Linked DNA regions of Sus scrofa: region 2 is linked to region 1. Evidence: chromatin contacts called from public Hi-C data. All regions are on one chromosome and are shown on one strand. The core of a region is the stretch at or near the end of the contact, and the rest is flanking DNA. Distances in the headings are between cores, read along the strand shown. Region 1 has its middle 62 kb from the start of TIAF1. Region 2 has its middle 22 kb from the start of CRYBA1.

Region 1 (3,624 bases), core at 303-2,802:
GGCTCTGTGCCCATGAGGTGGTATGGTGTCAACAGGCTCTGAGCAAACCTTCAGGTGTGCGAGGCAGGGGCTGGGAGAGTGCTAAGCCTCAGCGACCACCGCTGGGGCAGTGATGATAGGGGCTGGCTACCCGAAGCCCACTGACCCTCCTGGATTGTTTGTCCCAGATCTCTCCCCACTACACAGGCTCAAAACATCCCTGGATTCTTCTGTTTATTCATGAAGTCATTCATCCATTGTATTCCATTTATAAGCATGTGTTGAGTGACTACTATATAGAGGGGCGTTTAGGGCCGTGGGGATGGAGCAGTGATGAAAGCCAAGTCTGTCTGTGCCGACGTCATCCTTGCTTCTTCTTGACTTATCCCTCCAGGGTAACGGGCGAGGCCATCTTGCCGCTTCAGCCCCCTTGTCTCCAGCTCCCAGGGGACGCCTCTCGGGGGCGGGGCCGGGATGGCGACCCCAAAGAGGTTATATTTCGCCACTTGGGCACCGGCGGGTCCTTAAGAAGGGGGCGGCTGCCCTCTGCTGGGCTCCAGCGGCTCTACAGGGCGGGTGTATCCCAGGGCTCCGGGCGCATGCGCCGGTTTGGCCCCGCCCCAGCCCTGCCCCTGCGCTGGTGGTGGGCGGGACCAGGAAGCGTAGGCCCACCCCGGAGAAGGCGGGCGGGGGCTGACTCGGGGTGGGGGGGCGGCGCGGGGGCTGACTCGGGGCGGGGGCGGGGGCTGACTCGGGGGGGGGGCGGGGGCTGCCCCGCGGGGGGGTTGCGGGGGCCGGGGCCCAAAGCGACTCGCCGTCTGCACAGGATTGTCTGGACCCAGCCTTGGGCATAAACCTTTGGTCTCGGCAGGTTTTGCTCTCAGTCCTCCTTCCCCTGTGGTCATCCCTAGGCTTCTTTAAGGGAGTCTGTCCCCTTCCATTTTGGGATCCACTGGTTATTGGTACTCAGTAAAATGTCAAAAATTTTTGGTCTTTCGGAGGGTACCAGTCACTGTCCACTAACACTCCTACGCTGTTATTTCATAGGAGAGAAGACAAAGGCGGTGGGGAGAAAGATAATCCTTCCCAACAGAGGGCAGGCACTGGTGCTGAGAAACCTTTAAGTGGCCATCCCAGAGAATGCATGTGTCTGGTGTTGGGGGGAATCCCCTACCGCAGGACGCATAAGTGCTTAGGCCCTCCCCAGCCTGAGAGCTGAGTGCTTTAAGCAGGACTCCCCCCAGCTACCCTGAATAAGGAGTTCTCTTCGTGACATTTTATAGATTGCAAATTAATAATAAAACAAGCACTATACAATCAGTTTCCATTTAAGGAGTTAGTGCTTACAGACTTTTTGTTTGTTTGTTTTGTTTTGATTTAAAAGGGAACTAGAAAAGCAAATGGAGTCAGAGGAGTATTCTTTAGTTAAAATGTAAAATTAGAACCTCATTCTCATTGTTTTACCAACCATCTACCTCTAAACCAGCCTCAAGAAGCTCACAGTCTAGTGGTAAGAGGATGAAACAAACACACAAAACCCCAAAACAGGCATTGTGCTTCCCCACAGTGTTCACCTTGAGGTATTACAGGCCATCCCTAGTTGCCTAGTAACTCCAAGCCTCCTGCCTAGCCTGCCCCTAGCTCTGCTTAGCTGCTTTGCCTGCCTACTGCCAGAAACAGAGCCAAGGAGCTTTCACTCACCCAGCGCTACGGATGTGGGAGAGTAAAGTAGTTCAAGTTGCTACTCTATCTGGATATTCCTTTGTTCCCCGCTCTCTTCTATCTGGCTAATTGCACATGTACCTTTCGGATCAGTAGTTAAGTCTTATTGATATTTATTGAGCACCTACTGGGTGCCTGGTGCTGGGGAGTGGGATGTATCTAAAAGAAGTAGGAAATGGTCCCTGTTCTCCAGGGAGAGAAGGCTTAAATATATGATACAGATAGATTACCATGAAAACATCAATTTAGTCATGGCATATATGCATTAAGCGTCAATAAATTCAACTACAGCCCCCACTTCCGGCACCTCTAATCTGAGAGTAGAGGCTTCCTATGAAGCCAAAATGGTGGAACGTGAAGCAGCAGTTACCTTAGGGCACATTTTGCTAATGGATGCATGAAGTAAATCACGATAAGTGCAGCTACAGATTCAGTTCAAGTTATGGTGACTAGGCTGAGATGCTGAGTGTAGTTCCTGGCGAAAGAGCTTGGCAGGGCTGCTCACAGTGTGTGCTGCCTCTGTAATGCCTGCAGCAAAACAAACAACACAATTTCTGCTTTTAGCATGTTTTCATAAAAGTGAAAATCTTGTTCAGATTTTTTTTTTCTTTTTGGAAACAGATACTAATGTAGGTCTTTTGTAAAAGCCAAGTGGCATAAAGCAAACTTTCAAAAAGTGGAAGATACCTGTATGTGGTCGTGTAAGAAAGTGCATTACTATAGTCTGAAATTATAAACACTGTATTTTGTATATTTTCATTCTCTGCTCTTCAGTGACTATACATTTGGCTTTCAGATATATAGAATCGTGTATATAAAACCATGTGTACTGTACTTTGTGAGGAATTTAGGGGATTTTTAAGAGTAATTTTGGCTTTATTCTATTTTTGTCTTACATGTTGACTTTGGAATCTAACCCTGTGGGGTGTGACCCCACCGTGTCTAATGGAACACCGTGTTGAGTGTACTCAAGAACCACCATGCCTATGTGATATAGACAGTGAACGCTGTGGTTTTTAATAATTTAATCACTGCCTGCAATTCTCCAGGCCTAATGCTAGGTGCTTTACATGTACTGTTTGTTGGTTTTGTTTTTTTAAATTCTCACACAACAGCCCCATAAGGTAGGTATACTTATTATAAGGCAAAAAAAATGGAAAGTCTAAGAAGTCAAATAACTTTTCCTTAGGTCAGACTGCAAGACAGAGACTGAGCTGGGGTTCAGATTTTGTTACTCTGTTAGCACATAGGTCTTAGGTTTCGGGAAAGGCTTCATGAAGGATGTGGGACTTGAGACGGACTTTGAGAAACAGGGAGGCTGGAGAAGGCAGAGAGGCTGGTGGAGAGGCTTTCATAAGTTAAGGCTCTGGTGGGGATGAGGGCAGGGAGCCATGGGGAGGGGAGAGCCGGGTGTGCTGGGGAGAGGGCTGGGTGCGGTGCTGAGGAGGGCCGGTCGTGACTGTCCTTGGAGGCAGGCTGAGGCCCCTGGGGGTGGCCTGGCTGGCTGTGGGGGTAACCGCACGGCCCCCCAGAGCCATAGGGCAGGCTTATGGACCAGGCCCTGAGTCAGCACAGAGCTTTGAGCAGCAGAGGGACTAACTGTGGTGACGTGTGAAGCTGAGCGTGTTGCCAGGGCCCCAGCTTTCTCCCCGGAGTGAAGAGGTTGCGCTTTTCACTAAAGGAAGTGAAATTGCTCTGAGATGGTCTCCGTCAGTAACAGCAAGCATCTCAGAGACGGAATAGTCAGTAGAAGAGTGGGTGGATGGGCATGTGATTGCTTATAAGTCAGAACGAGACTGTGCAGATAAAGTGACACTCAGTCACACATAAGTCATCTTCCAGGGCCCTGCTGAATGGCAGGTGGGCCCAGAAGGCCTTCAGGCAGCCTAGTGCCTAGTAGAGGACACCAAGTCTGTGTGGGAA
Region 2 (3,624 bases), core at 827-3,326, 41 kb before region 1:
AGGGTAGGGAAGCGGCTGGAGGAGCCTGGAGGCTAAGGTAGGGTTCAGGTGTGGGTATTGAGCAGACAGAGAACTGGGTGCAGGGATTGGATAAAAGCAAGAGCAGGCAGGCATGGAGGAGTTTACGCTGGGGTCACTTACCAGCCTCCTCCTGAAGTTGACCTTCTTTTTGTTGTTTGGTTGTTGTTGGTTTGGTTTTTCGTGAGAAGCAGGAATGAAGTCAATATCTATCGAGTGTGATAACCCATAAGGGGTAGCCCTTCAAATATTGCAAGTAATAATTAAGAATCCTGGCATGAGAGAGCCCGCAGGCAGCAGACGTTAGAGGTGATCTTCTCATTTTTACAACAAAGCAGAAAACCATGAGCCAGGGAGGCTGATCCCCTTGCTCAAGATGACACATCAGGTCATAGTGGTGACAGGTGCATGGGTCTGCCAGCTTCCATCCCATGGCCCTACCCTGGACCCTGCTTCCTCTGACACTTTTAAGTGAACAATGAACACTCACCAAAGGGAACTTTCCTCAGTGTATGCTCGTCTTCACTGGTCTCTGGGTCTGTCCACCTCTGTGTGTCCAGCTGCCTCCTGTATGACTCCACCTGGATGTCCCCTAGGCATATGAAATGCAGACAGCCCAAACTACTGAGTTCATTACCTTTTTCCCAAGTTCCCATCGTGGCTCAGTGGAAATGAATCTGACTAGTAACCGTGAGGACCCAGGTTTGATCCCTGGCCTTGCTCAGTGGGTTAAGGATCACGTGTTGTTGTGACTTAGGCTGGCAGCTGTAGCTCCAATTTGACCTCTAGCCTGGGAACTTCCATATGCTGCAGGTATGGCCCTAAAAAAAAAAAAAAAAAAAGATTACCTTCTTCCCAAGTTTTGTGCTGCTCTTTTGTGTTTTCTCTCTCAGCAAAGGATGCCATTGTTTTTTGTTTGTTTTTTAGGGCCACACCTGTGACATATGAAAGATCCCAGGCTAGGGGTCAGATCGGAGCTGCAGCTGCCAGCCACAGGCACAGCAACTCAGAATCAGAGCTGCGTCTGCGACCTACACCACAGCTCACGGCAACGCCAGATCCTTAACCCACTGAGTGAGGCCAGGTATCGAACGCATAACCTCAAGGGCACTAGTCTGGGTCTTAACTCGCTGAGCCACAGTGGGAACTCTAGGATGCCTCTGTTTATTATTCTATTACTTAGGTTAGAAACTGCTTCTCCCTCACCCATCATCATCATTACCTATCAGTCCCACCTCCAGCTCTCTCTCCATTTCATCCCCCTGAAGCTGCTCGGGCTCCAGTCCAAGGACTCAGCCATTTCCTTGCAGACTCCTGACCTCTCTTACCACTATCCACTCAATCCCCAGTCCCCAGCAGTCTGGAGCATCACCTGCTGTCTGTTTGTAAAACATGAACTTGCGAACATATTTATTGAGGTTCTGTGCTTGGTGATAAATGAATGATGATGAGTAACCAGCATGCTGTTACCACTATATTTAGATTGTGTATTTGGGAGGCAGAAAGAAGAGGCTGATGGAGATAAGGAGTGTCAATACCCCGCCCCCACAAACTATGCCTTGGAAATGTTTTCAACAATTCCCAGGTCAGAAGCTACAGACATGTAAAGTAAGATGAGATTTTTGCAAGGGGAGACCTTAAAGAGCATCCACCTGGCAAGCATGGGGGCTGGAAGACCTGTCTCTTCCACATCCTGGTGCGGTGGCCAAGTCATATGTTATCCTGAAACCTGGAGGAGAGATAATCTAAGTTATGAATAGTCTGCTGTGGCATCTTGGGAAAAACATGTCTGGTGCTAAGTAGGTCTGAAAAAAAGATTCCCAGGACAGTTGGAAGGTTCAGAAGCTCATTAGTCAGGAACGTTTCAGAGGAAGCCTAATTGCAACACAAGCATGAAGACTTGGTTAATTTGGGGCTGTGTTGGGGAGAAACTCTCAGAGTTGCTGCCTCCCTCCTTTCTTCCTCAATGTCATTTTCTCTGCCCGTTTGTTCTTGTCCTTGTCAGGCAGCAAGTGGCACGCCTGGGCGTCAGGCGCAGATGGAACTGGAGCCCGTGCTGTGGACCAGAAATAGTTATGCAAATATTTGGCTGCTGGGGCTTTATATTCCCCGCCCCCGTCCCTCCCTCTTCTTTTCCTCTCACCTCAATTCCTTCCTTCAAGCTTGTGATTTCTGTGTCCACAGGGACCTGGGCTGAGGTTCCTGGGGTCTTCTCACCTCCTAGAGGGACAGCTTCTGGTGGGAAAGAGGATTCTCCCCAGATGCCTTGAGGTGGCAGCCCAGGCCACCAGCCAGTGGTCACTCAGGGTCTTGGCCATCTGCCTTGCCCACATGGTGCTGCGGGCCTTGACAGAGCTGGCCTTCCCGGTGGGGTGACACACTCTGTTTGGGTTTGATGTCCCAGGCTTGTTTCACTGCCACTTCTCTTAATGACCACTTTGCGCGTCCGGGGTCACAGAGCAAGTCGTGTTCCGGGACGGGAGTGGACTGCTTCTTCCTGAAGCTGGCGGGGCTGCATTGTGAGGCAGGCGCTTCCCCTGCCAGGCCCTCTTTGCAGCCTGTGCCACCTGCTACCACCTCTAGAGTGGCCTGCCCATCTCCCCCTTCCCTCTTCTGATGAGACAGCACGGGCTTCTGGAGGTGTAGGCAGGGCAAGGGCAAGCCCCAGAACTGCATGGCTCAGCATCCCTGCCTGATAGTGAGAGGCAGAGCCTCAAGGTAGCAGCAGAGACCTGAGGTCACACTGGGCAGTGCCACCCAGCAAGAAGATCCTGCCATCACCATCACTCTCCTACCTGATCCTTGAGGTTGAGGAATGTGGAGCAGGATTGGGGAACCCTGCTTCCTCCTGAAAGCATTCCCTCAAGAGACATGGGACAGCAAAGTGATGAAGAGCAAGGCTTCTGGAACAAGAGACAGTTCCTGAGTTCAAATCTCAGCTCTGCCATGTACCAGCTGTGTAACCTCGGAGAGGTTGCTTAACCTCTCTCTGCTGTGCCTTTACCCGGGAAAACTATGGGAATATGCCCTACCTCCTGAGGATGCTGCGAGGATGATATGAGTTTATATGTGTAAAGTACTTACCAAGAGTAGCTGGTCACAGTACACATTAGCCGTTCTACTAAGCTTAGCTGCCTAGAGGGCTGCCTTCATCTTGCTGCCTGGCCCACCCAGAGCTGTGGAGCCCATTGCTACCTCCTCCCTCACTTGTGCCCATGGCCATTGGTATCCAAGTCCCCACACAAATCTTCCCTCCAAGTCTCTCCTACTCAGTCCTCTCCTTCCGGTCCCCACATCACCTCCCTGGCTCTGACTGGCCTGGACTGTCCCCTGCTGAGCCTGCCCAGCACCTTCTTGCCTGCACTGTCCCCTCCCTCTGGTCCAACCTGCACTTGACTTGCGGTCAGCTCTCCACTTGAATTAACCACTTGAAGCTCTTCAGCCTGGCATCCAGCATGTTCCACAACCCAGCAGAGACCTCCCCTTCCAGCCACCCTGGGAGCTGTGCCAGGTGGGCTTCCTCTCACCCTTTGCTCCAGTCCCTCCTGGGCACCGCTGCCTGGTGGGCTTCAGAGCCAGACTAACTGGGCTCACATCCTGCTCTGC

Evidence for each region. Hi-C and Micro-C count contacts between places; a contact is called where the count stands out from the background.
Region 2: a contact with region 1 is called in a Hi-C map of skeletal muscle, with 7 times the contacts expected there. The contact joins two enhancer-like sites. A contact is called at or near these places in 2 of 5 promoter capture datasets (fetal liver and liver), 19 of 47 Hi-C or Micro-C datasets (blood, embryonic fibroblasts, epiblast stem cells and 9 more) and 2 of 2 datasets of contacts at active chromatin or transcription factors (alveolar macrophages and skeletal muscle).

The regions. Positions count from the first base shown.
Region 1 is chr12:45,399,794-45,403,417 of Sscrofa11.1, reverse strand. No RefSeq gene overlaps it. Among named protein-coding and RNA genes, the nearest start is that of TIAF1, 62 kb to the right of the region's middle. Within about 2 kb of position 1,552, at least 54 of the 83 cell types and tissues checked have an H3K27ac peak or open chromatin away from gene starts, as enhancers often do. A contact at or near this core is called in fetal liver and skeletal muscle, where this site is marked.
Region 2 is chr12:45,441,808-45,445,431 of Sscrofa11.1, reverse strand. No RefSeq gene overlaps it. Among named protein-coding and RNA genes, the nearest start is that of CRYBA1, 22 kb to the left of the region's middle. Within about 2 kb of position 2,076, at least 9 of the 83 cell types and tissues checked have an H3K27ac peak or open chromatin away from gene starts, as enhancers often do. A contact at or near this core is called in fetal liver and skeletal muscle, where this site is marked.